Linked DNA regions of Sus scrofa: regions 2 and 3 are each linked to region 1. Evidence: chromatin contacts called from public HiChIP or PLAC-seq and promoter capture Hi-C data. All regions are on one chromosome and are shown on one strand. The core of a region is the stretch at or near the end of the contact, and the rest is flanking DNA. Distances in the headings are between cores, read along the strand shown. Region 1 holds the start of GABARAP (GABA type A receptor-associated protein). Region 2 holds the start of LOC110255906 (collagen alpha-2(V) chain-like). Region 3 holds the start of ARRB2 (beta-arrestin-2).

Region 1 (3,458 bases), core at 519-3,018:
CGAGGCTGCCTCACGCTAAGGTGAGGAGGTCAGCGTAAGGGCTCTACCAATGCAAGTTAATTGTCGTCCCAGGTTCACCGCGGATGTTCGTTCTGTGCTGAGTCGAAACCTTCACCAACATAGGCTCTGGTGACAGCTGCTCCCCCTCCACCTGAGTTGGGGTGGGGGGGAAGGGAGGGTGAGCCCTCGGGATGCCGTCTGGTGCCCTGGCCAACGGTGAGGACTGCCTGGGCAGAGTCTGCCCCTCCCACCCCTCTCTGCCCTGGGAGCCCTGCACTCCGTATGGAGTCTGGATGGACACATGGGCCAGATTCTGAAGCAGCCTCACTCTAACTTCGTGTTCGCACTCCCCGGAAACCCCAGACTGGGACATAAAGCGGAGGCCTGGGAGAGCTGAAACATTGTCTGGTGGAGACAGGACTGGCCAGAGTGAGCGAAAGACACTCGGTAATCCGGGAGGCTCAAAGAGAAGCCAAGCCAGCTTTGTTGTGATTTGATTTTTTAAAAACTCTTGTACAAAACTGATCTAATTCTTCACTCCAAGGGCTGGGCTGTGGGTGGGAAACTGGGATTTTGGGCCACTGGATTTTCCCCAAACTTGTCCCTTCCCTTCCTTTTCCATCTTCCCTTCTTCCTAGAGTCCCTCAGACCTGTAACGAGCTTTCTCTTTTTTTCTTTCGTCTACTTAAACCATGCATTATAACTTTGAAACCAAAGCTGCCCTAGGTCCTTCTCTGGGTTTGGGGGAAATGAAGGGGCTTTGTTCACACCCACCCTGGCTCTGGGCAGAGGGTAAGGAGCAAGCTGTTGACCTGAGGGGAGGGTGTTGGCCACCCTGGCGGGGAGGGTCTTAGTGGCAGGATGATACCCTGGCCGGGAGCGAAAGAACAGCCCTGTGTCCAGAGGGAATGTGAGCTTCCGAACAGTAACACAGAAAAGTTTGAAAGGAAAAGAGAACTGGACGCTGGGAGAGGCCTGGCTTCGTCTGCGGGCCTGACTTAGACTAGCTGAGCGGGCGCAGCCCCCCGGGGGCGGAGGGGGGGGTGTCCCAGGCCCCTGGCGCCCCACCTCCCTCCCCTTGGCCCTGCTCCCCCAGCCGCAGCCGGCTCTACTTCCTCGCACTCGCCACGTGACGCCCCGCCCTTCTCTGCGATCACATGATCTCTCCGTGAGCCGCGAAGACTGTGTTCCTCCGCGCTGACGTAGTCCCTACCTTTCAGACCTCTCCAGTCCCTATTCGTCCACTCATTCCTGGAACCTAAGCATTCTGGAAACATAAGCGTCTTTCCAAACATAGGTCTCGTTTCTGCCCTCCTCTGTTTCCAAAGACCGCTTGCTCCATTGGGGTACTACTTTGTTTTGGTGTCAACCGCCGCCTTCAGCGTACCAGCACCTTTCCTGAATAGCTGTCCTTGTAATTATCTGCTTTTTTACCTCTGTTACTTCTGAAAAGCACTTTCGGAGAACCAAGTCTCAAATTATGATTACCATCTCCAAGCCCTTTTCATCCTGTGGAAAAAGTCAGGAAATGGGTTTTCAGTTATTTTCTATGATAGCAAAAAGCCAGCCACCTTTCCTACGTCGCCTGCGTAGCCCGTAAATTGATTCCAAAGCGATTACGCTGATTGCGTGAGGGGGGAGGTCAGTAGGTGGCGCTACGCTAGTGGCGTTGGGGCCACTGAGCTAGGAGCGTAACATAGCGAGTGGGGCGGCCTCTGACGGCCGGGGGCGGGGTTGGTGAATAGGGAAGTGGCGCAAGGTCCGGGATCGCTCCGCTGAATCCGCCCGCGCGTCGCCGCCGTCGCCGCCGCCCCCCATCCCGGCCCCCCCGGGTTCCCTCAGCCCAGCCCGGTCCAACCCGGTTCCCGGGAGGATGAAGTTCGTGTATAAAGAAGAGCATCCGTTCGAGAAGCGTCGCTCTGAGGGCGAGAAGATCCGAAAGAAATACCCGGACCGGGTGCCGGTGAGGACAGTAGCCAGGGCCGAGGGCGCGGGGCGCTGGCGCTGACGCCACAGCCTGGGCTTGAGTCCGAGACCCGCAGCGCGGGCATCAGGCTGCCAGCTGTGGCAGGGTTGGGAATGAGCCCGAAACTGCTGTCTGTGGGACTGGAGGTGAAAGGAGTGGGGTAGCATTAGAACTGGGGGGCTAGGGGATGTAGGCTTAAGGGGATGTAGGCGCGAGAGCTAGACCTTGGATTCGTGTAGGGCGTTTGACATTCCGAGCTTCACAGGGGGTGCTTGAGATTGAAGCTCTAGTCGGCCCAGACAAGACATGCCTGTTTGATTAAAATCATTGTTTGTTATGACGTCCTATTCAGGGATTCTGGAGGTTTAGGTGAGTTTGAGTCAGTGGGATCAGAATCCCTGCTCAGGACTGCGCCGCGTGTTCAGAGACAAAGAGAAATGAGTCTGGGGTAGGTAGGGATGCTAGGAATGTTGAGTTCTTGACAGGTGGAGCTGTGGGCCTGTATACCTAATGTCTCCTAATTTTCGTCTCTTTATCAGGTGATAGTAGAAAAGGCTCCCAAAGCTCGGATAGGAGACCTAGATAAAAAGAAATACCTGGTGCCTTCTGATCTCACAGGTGAGAACCTGACCCAGTAGCCAGGTTTGCTTCCTGGGGGGTGGGAATGTGGTCTCTGCTGGAGGAGGCTCCACATAGCAGCTGTTCTTTTGAAGGCGTTTGTGACCTCAGACTTTCTCAGACCTTGTTTCTTTGGCAGTTGGTCAGTTCTACTTCTTGATCCGGAAGCGAATTCATCTCCGAGCTGAGGATGCCTTGTTTTTCTTTGTCAACAATGTCATTCCACCCACCAGTGCCACGATGGGTCAGCTGTACCAGGTATAGTGTCTGGGAAGTAGTGGAGGCTTTGGAGAGGAGTTGGAAGCACTTGAGAGGCAGGAAGTTTTAAGTCAGCAGGTCTTGGACTAGTTGGCTTACTTAGCTCTCAGTTTTAAATTTGGCTTTAAAATCTCCTTATAGTTCTGGGTTGGGGATTTAGACAGGGCAGTGGGAGTAGAGAGAAAAGAGAACAGTGAGTTGGAGCAACTGTTGTGATCTGGACTTTCCCCAGGCCCCTCCCCATTTCGAGGCAGCAGAGAACAATGTGTGATTTTTATGCCTAGGACTGCTGCTAGGATAATACTGCTCAGCCGCTAGGGTCTGGAGCAAGTGAGAGGGAGAGTCAAAGCACTGGTTTTGGGGGTCTTCAAAAAGAATGTTTTTGGAAGAATGTGCCTGGGTGGTGGTTGGTTCAAGTAATTAAAGCCCAGGTGCCTGAGCACTGTCATTTTCTGCTTTCACCCCAGGAACACCATGAAGAAGACTTCTTTCTGTACATTGCCTACAGTGATGAAAGTGTCTATGGTCTGTGAAGCTGCTGCCCTTAAGGTCGGGGGTCCCATTCTTCAGACAGAGAGAGGTGGCCCACCTTCCTCGACCTGTCCTTCCTTGAGGC
Region 2 (3,458 bases), core at 380-2,879, 490 kb before region 1:
TCCTCAGGGACCTATGTTTTCTGCTCTCTTAGCCATAGTTCTCTACCCTTAAGGACCCAGACACTTGGGTCCCAGTCTAGCCTCTCCACTTCCGGCCTTCCAGCCCCCATCCTTCCCCCTGCCCCTAGAGACTCAGGCCCCCAGCCCCCAACCTCCATGATGCAATGTGCTGCAAGCTGCCTTGGCTGCTGATGACACTGCCCCCGGGGGGAGGTGCTATTTCTGACCCAAGCAAGGCCCCTCACCTGGCCAGAGTAGTGGTCAGCTGCAGGCTAGAGAGGCCAGGCAGGCAAGTTCCTTCTGCTGGAGAAGGGAGCTTGAGGCTGGATCCCTCCAGGACAGGGACGCTCAGAATGTGAGACCAGGGAGTGAGTGAGCGAGAGTCTATGTGTGTGTAGTCTGTAGCATTTGTATATGTGGTTGTGTTGAGGGAGAAAGGGAAGCTGGGGAGGGTCTAGCCTACAGAGAGGGGAGTGGCAGGCCTTAGGACAGACTAAGAGGAGGAGTGAGGGGCAGCCGAGGGGGTCAGCGGGGTGTGTATGGGGTGTCTGGACACCAGAGTGGGGGAGGGGCCAACAGCCGTTTAAAGGGCCAGCCCCAGAGCTTTAATCCCTCACCAGCTCTGGCCCCAAGCCGGAGGCTGTAATTCATCTGTCCAACAGCTGGGGTGGGTGTGTGTGGTGGGGGGGGGCATGTGGACGGGAAGGGGGAGCTGGGGGAGGGGCCGCGGCTTTCTTGTGCACAGAGCCAAACAACAAAAGGAAAAGCTGAAGGGCCAGCTCCAGTGTGCCCAGGCCAGGCTGCTGACCCACAGACCTGCCAGTGGCCCCCACCTGGTGGCCAACAGGCTCTGTAGTTTAGACTCATGGATTCTTGGCCAAGGACTCCATGAACCCAAAGGTGGGGCCCTGGAGAAGGCCCACGCTGAGTGCCCCCCCAGGCAGGCTGTCAGCCCTCCTTGCAGGTCCCAGCTGCAGCCCGATCCCAGACCTGGCAGGCCTCGCAAAAGATTCAGCCTCAAATGCCCTGCTCACCGGCCAAGCCTCCCCAGACATGGTCTGCCGGCTCGGCTCCCCCTCCCGCTGGCGCAGGGTGGCAGCGGCCACACCGAGGCTGTCCCTTTAAATCATTACCACCCCTGATGGTGTGGATGAACTGAGGGCCCTGCCCCCCAGGCAGGCAGCTTGCCACCTCCCCCCCACGAGTCCCCAGAAATGTGAGGGCCATTTAAAGGGACAACAGAGAGGCAGCCGGGTCCCTAACCGCCCCCGCCCCCACCCCGCGTACACTCGCAGCCCCTTTCCCCCACGACACACAGCCCCTTGCCCCTCCAGAGGGCCCCCCAAATTCCGGTTCTCTCCCCACCCCTAGAGACTGCTAGAGGAGAAAGGGGGCCAGAGTTGGGGGGCGGGGAACTGGGGGAGCGAGAAAAGGACAGGGACTCCCTCCTTCCTCAGAGCCCCAGGGGACAGGTCGGAAGGAAAGCAAAGCCAGGAGAAGCAGCGAGACAGAGCCCCGAAAGGTGCCGCGGGCAGACCTGGGACGCACAGGCTGTCGGGCGACGGGAAGGGAGTCAGGCTGCACGAGACGGCGGCGCGGCCGGCGGGTGACCAGCCCAAGTGGGGGAGATGGAACGAGGAGGGCCGGGGGAAAGCGGCAAGGCCGGGGGCGACGGGGAGACGGAACCGGGGAAAGGGGTCAGCCGGGAGGGTGTGGAGGAAAATCCGAGAAGGGAGGGCGAGCCAGGCCGGGGTTACCTGCTGGGTGTCTGTCCCCCGGCGGTGCCCCCGGAGTCCGGGTAGGGAGGGGGGAGCAGCAGGGGGGGAGTGGGGGCTGGGGGGGCGGGGGAGACGGTCCCTCCTCTGCCTCCTGGGCCTGCCCCGGCGCTTGCAGCCTCTGCCTCCCTCCCTCCTCCTCCCCGTCCCTGAGTCCCGGAGTCAAACAAAGAACTGTAGCAGGCTCTCCCCAACCCCCTCCCTCCTCCTCCTCCTCCTCCTCCTCCTCCACCTCCTCCTCCCCTCCCTCCCTCCCCACCAGCAGGCTCCCTCCTCCTCCCTTCCGGTCTCTTCCTTCAACTACCCGCCCCCCCCCCAGCCCCCAGCACTGGTCTCTCTACCCACCCACCCGAGCCTTTTACACACCCCTCGGCCAGCCCTGTCCCCGCAAAGGAAACCGTGGAGTCCCTCTGCAAAATTGAAAGGCTCCAGAGAACATGGGAGGGGATTGGGGTCTTGCTCAAAAATCGAGAACCACAATACAATTATTTTATTTTCACAGCCAGAGGAATAGTCTGAGCTGTCTCTTCTTCAAGAAGGGGGGGAAAAAATAATCCCAAAGAAAGCAATACAAATCTGACTAAAGCCCTCATCAAATAAAGTGCACAATGCAGTGGAAGCTAATCCCCAAACCCCTCTCCCCCCACCTACCAAATTAACACAAACTCTCCATTCCTAAGATCATGGTCAGTTGGAAGCAGGCTTACCAACCATAATAGTAAAATAATAACTAACAACATTTAACAAGAACAAGCATTTCATAACAAGCGTTCATTCAGTGTTCATTCTGTGCCAGGGACTGTGCTAAATGCTTTGCATAAATAATTTTGTTTTTCCCAGTCAACAGCCTAGAAGGTAGGTATTGATATTTAAATTTTCCAGATGAAGACTATGAGGCTCCGAGAGGTGGTCACCTTTCCAAGTACTTATAGCCACGAAGTGGCAGAGCTAGGAATGGAATCCAGGTCTGATCTGACAGCCCGAATTCTAAGGTATACAATAAGAGAAACCAGTATCCAATACCATAACCAACCCCAGGACTTAACAGAGAAGGGGAAACCATAGCTATCAAGTGAGTCCCCTTCCTTCAAGAGTGAGATCTACCCACCGACACAGAATAAAGGCCCTGACTTTCCTAATACAATCTAATACAGTTTCTTGACTCGCTTCCTCACTGTTGGGGGTGTGCGTGAGGTGCCACTGACTAAGGTCAGGGCTGAACTGGTATCCGGTGAATTCCGCATGCCACACACAGTTCTTCTGAGTGAGGAGCTATCTGGCAATTTCAACTCAAAAGGAGGGGGGGGCAACGAAACACTTGGCAATGCAGCAGGTGGGAAAGGAAAAAGACTGCTGGGAGGCTGGGGGAGGGGGGCGCTTGGAGGGAAAGCCCTTCTGTGCCAATCTAGGGAAAAAGTGACCCAGGGTTCTCTTAACCAGCAAAGGGGCAAAGTCTTTCCACTGCACCACACCCCGTGCCCCGCCCCCTCACAAAACTCCAGGCCAGGGTTTCCCACCTGCAGGGCCCTAAGGCCAAGGAAGAGAGAGGAGGGGAAAAAAGCAGGCACGGGGCTGCAACACGACTTGGGGGGTGGGGTGCGGAATGTAAAGGGGAGGAGGCCTCATCGCCTGGCAACTGTCCCTGGGCACGTGCAGTGGTGACATCATCCCAGGCAACCTTTA
Region 3 (3,458 bases), core at 363-2,862, 430 kb after region 1:
AAATGACTCTTCAGCCTGGCTCCCCCTTCTCCCTTCCACTCTGCTGTTCATCATCTCCCCTTGACTGGGTTTAGTCTACAGCAGTCTTGCCTCTCTGTCTCCAACCTCCACACCGCGCAGGATTATCTTCCTATAGGAGCAATCTTATACCACTCCTTGGCTTAAAAAAAAACAAAAAAACAAAAAAACAAAAAAACACAACAGGAGTTCCCGTCGTGGCGCAGTGGTTAACGAATCCGACTAGGAACCATGAGGTTGCGGTTTCGGTCCCTGCCCTTGCTCAGTGGGTTAACGATCCGGCATTGCCGTGAGCTGTGGTGTAGGTTGCAGACGCGGCTCGGATCCCGCGTTGCTGTGGCTCTGGCGTAGGCCGGTGGCTGCAGCTCCGATTCAACCCCTAGCCTGGGAACCTCCATATGCCGCAGGAGCGGCCCAAGAAATAGCAACAACAACAACAACAAAAAGACAAAAGACAAAAAAAAAAAAAAAAAAAAACAAAACCCACTACTGGATCGACCGCCCTCCTCCAGGAGAGGCGCCCCCCCATTGCCTGCTCTACAAAACCCTTCACACTCTGTTCCACTCATCCAACCCAGTCTTATCACCCCTGCCCTCTCACCCTACAAAAACCTCAAAACAGGATGTGCCTCGCCTTTCTCTCTCTTCAGAATACCCTTTCTCAATTTCCGCCCACCCTTCAGGAAGATTATCCTCAAATGCCCCCTCCTCTGGACAGCCTGCCCTCCCTCCATTCCTCCCCCAGGAAAGGGCTGAGAGTCGCTTTGTCTTCTGAGTCATATCTCTAGTAAAGCATTCCTGGGATCATAGTACCTGTTTATGTGTCTCCTCAACCATACGAGGAAGGCAGGGGCCATGTTAATTCATTTCTGGGTCCCCATCGCCTAGCTTAGTGATTAGCGCAAAATGGGCATAGATAGATGAAATAGATGCAAGCGTGCGTGAATGGATGTTCGCTTTGATGAATGGGTGGAAAAAGGTAGGAAAGTAGCCCTGCGAAGATCAAATACCGACACTAGGGGGAGCTGACACATCACGCTAAGGAAACAGGAGGGCGGGCCAAAGAAGGAAACAAGCTCTAGGGTGAGCGGGCGAGCGGCGCGCAATAAGCGAGCATCACGCAACTGGAACCTCTCGCCCACGTGTGGATCCCCTCATCCTCCCTGCCAGACTGCTAGAGCTCATCCACCGCCCCCACCACCCCCTTCGCCTCCGCCGTCGCTGAGAAAGCAAACAAAGGGGCGGGGACCCCTGCAGGGTCCGGAATGGATAAAGCCAATCAGAGGCTCTTATTTCCTGAAGGCGGGCGCCTTCGTTTGAGGGGACCCAATCAGTGCCTAAGCGGGCGCGGAGGGGTGGAGAGATGGGCGGGAAGAGCAGAGTGCAGGGACCGCGCGCGCCGGGGAGGGGGGGTCCCTCGGCCGGGGTGGAGATGGGGGGCGGAGGGCGGCTGGAGGAGCCAATCACAGCGAGTGCCTGTGAGGAGAGGGCGGGCAGTGCCGGGGCGCGCGCGATCCGGGCTGACGCATTTGGCCTAGGCTCCCCAGGATCCGACGGGGGGGGCGGGAAGGAGGGGAGAGGGGAGTGGAGAAAGAGCGGGGGCGCGCGTGCGCAGTGGCGCGGGGAGGAGCAGGGACCTGGCAGCGGGCTCTGAGGCTGCGAGCGAGCCGCGAACCGGGCGGGCGGCGGGCGCGCGCACCATGGGGGAGAAACCGGGGACCAGGTAAGAGAGGTGGGGCTACGCGGCGGGACGTGGGTGGCGGCTCCAGACGGGTACTGGGACGGTTCCCAGACAAGGACACCCGGGAGAAAATTCAGGGGCCGGACGCCTGGGTCCCTAGGGGGCAGCCATCCGGGGCCGCACGCCTAGGTCCTCGAGGATAATGAGGGCAACGCATGCCACAGACCCTGCAAGGGGATCTCTGAGGGGATCGGGAAACCCGTATCTGGGTTCTCGAAGGGATGTGGGGGCTGGACGACTGGCTTCTCCGATGCAGGCAGCGATGCAGGGGCGGAGGAAGGAGCAGGTGGCCGGCCCCAAGGGGACTGGTATGGGCAGGCTGGATGCCAGGAGGGGGATCCCCTTAGACTCGTGCTGAGCCACTGGAGAGCCTCCTGTCCACTACCCTCCAAGCAGTCGGGCTCCCCCAACCTGTCCCAAGGGCCGGGTGGCTCCGCTTACAAACTTCTGCCTTCCCCTGGGTTGCTAGGAGCAACAGCTTCATCTTGGGGCAGCAAAGTGCCTGGCGACCCTCCCCGATCTGAGCCTTACCCCTCTTCCTGGGGGTGAGGGGAGGCAGTGTCTGCCCTGGGCACGCCATCCACTCCCCGGATGTTTTCTGTGCAATCGAGGCTCCTTCCCTCCACTGACACCTCCAGTTCTCTTTTTTGGTCTCTAGCAAAATCCACTTCCTGTTGTGACCCAACACCCCCAAGGGGGCAGGGGGTGAATGCCTGAGTCCCTGGGGAGCAGGAGCAAAAGAGGAAAAAGATTGGGGCTCTTGGCTTCTATTCAGAGAGGAACAGGAATGGTGGCCTGGTTCTGAGCTGTCACTTATTCTGCAAAACACCCTATCAGCCCCACCAATAGAGTAGGAAAACATAGATCTCTGAGCACCAAGTCGACTGATCCTGGAGAGATGATCAGAGGGCCGATTGGCGTCCTGGATTAGGGGTTAAACACAGAGAAAGGGGAAGTTGCTGACTTGAGGGAGGCCCCAGATTTCCGTTATGTGGTTCAGGGAGGGGGAAGGATGGGACCAAAGGGGGACTGCTGACTTGGCACAATTCCTCCCACCCCCATCAAATTCTGGGCCACAGGAAATGGAGAGAATAGTAGGAAGTGTGAGGGGGCATCTGCTTCGGCTCCCCACCACCACCGGGGGGCATCTCTGGTCACCCACACTCTACCTTCTTGGTCAACCTCAGTGTACAAACGCTGTTCTTCCTCAGCGTGGCAGGAGGCTGGCTGGGTTCGGCTCCAAAGGTCAGGTGCCCTGCAGCTGCTTCAAGGCATTTACCCCACAGCCACACTCCAGTTGTCCAACGGATTGTGGCTGTCACCACCCTCTGCCAGGACTCCTAATTGGAAGAAAACACTGGGCTAAAGAGGAAAACCAGAAGCAAAGGGGAGGGAGAGCTGGATGGTGCCATTGCAGTACAGCCCTCGCGTGGGGACAAGAGATGGGGTGCTTATCCTAGCTGCCACCATACCAGTGTTTGCTCTCCTTTATGGAGAGCCTCCATCCCTTTTGCCTTATGGTCTTTAGATAGATGGCCTTCTGGGAAGAAGGGGCATGGGAAGTTGTTACAGCAGAAACTGGGGTGGTGGAACTGGAAAGAGGGATGGGCCACTTGGCAGGATTTCAATTTTTAGGCCCTGGGGACCCTTCCCAGGCATCACTGCAGAGGCAGAGTGGGCTGGGAGGAGGAAGGTGGAT

The links. Promoter capture Hi-C pulls out the DNA fragments that hold promoters and counts their contacts. HiChIP or PLAC-seq counts read pairs in DNA pulled down with a chosen protein or histone mark.
Region 2: a promoter capture Hi-C map of liver shows a contact between it and region 1, with 4 times the contacts expected there. The contact joins the promoter of LOC110255906 here to the promoter of GABARAP in region 1. A contact is called at or near these places in 2 of 5 promoter capture datasets (fetal liver and liver), 1 of 47 Hi-C or Micro-C datasets (liver) and 1 of 2 datasets of contacts at active chromatin or transcription factors (alveolar macrophages).
Region 3: an H3K27ac HiChIP or PLAC-seq map of alveolar macrophages shows a contact between it and region 1. The contact joins the promoter of ARRB2 here to the promoter of GABARAP in region 1. A contact is called at or near these places in 1 of 5 promoter capture datasets (fetal liver) and 1 of 2 datasets of contacts at active chromatin or transcription factors (alveolar macrophages).

Annotation. Positions count from the first base shown.
Region 1 is chr12:52,596,476-52,599,933 of Sscrofa11.1, reverse strand. GABARAP (GABA type A receptor-associated protein) reads left to right here and starts at 1,768. Exons shown (of 4, transcript NM_001190288.1): 1 at 1,768-1,963; 2 at 2,506-2,584; 3 at 2,724-2,842; 4 at 3,310-3,458. The coding sequence starts at 1,874. The coding sequence ends at 3,375.
Region 2 is chr12:53,089,829-53,093,286 of Sscrofa11.1, reverse strand. It overlaps LOC110255906 (collagen alpha-2(V) chain-like), which reads left to right and starts at 1,629. Exons shown (of 4, transcript XM_021066316.1): 1 at 1,629-1,798; 2 at 3,299-3,380. The coding sequence starts at 1,629. All of the region lies in intron 1 of KDM6B (lysine-specific demethylase 6B), which reads right to left.
Region 3 is chr12:52,168,516-52,171,973 of Sscrofa11.1, reverse strand. ARRB2 (beta-arrestin-2) reads left to right here and starts at 1,612. Exons shown (of 14, transcript XM_021067791.1): 1 at 1,612-1,741. The coding sequence starts at 1,719.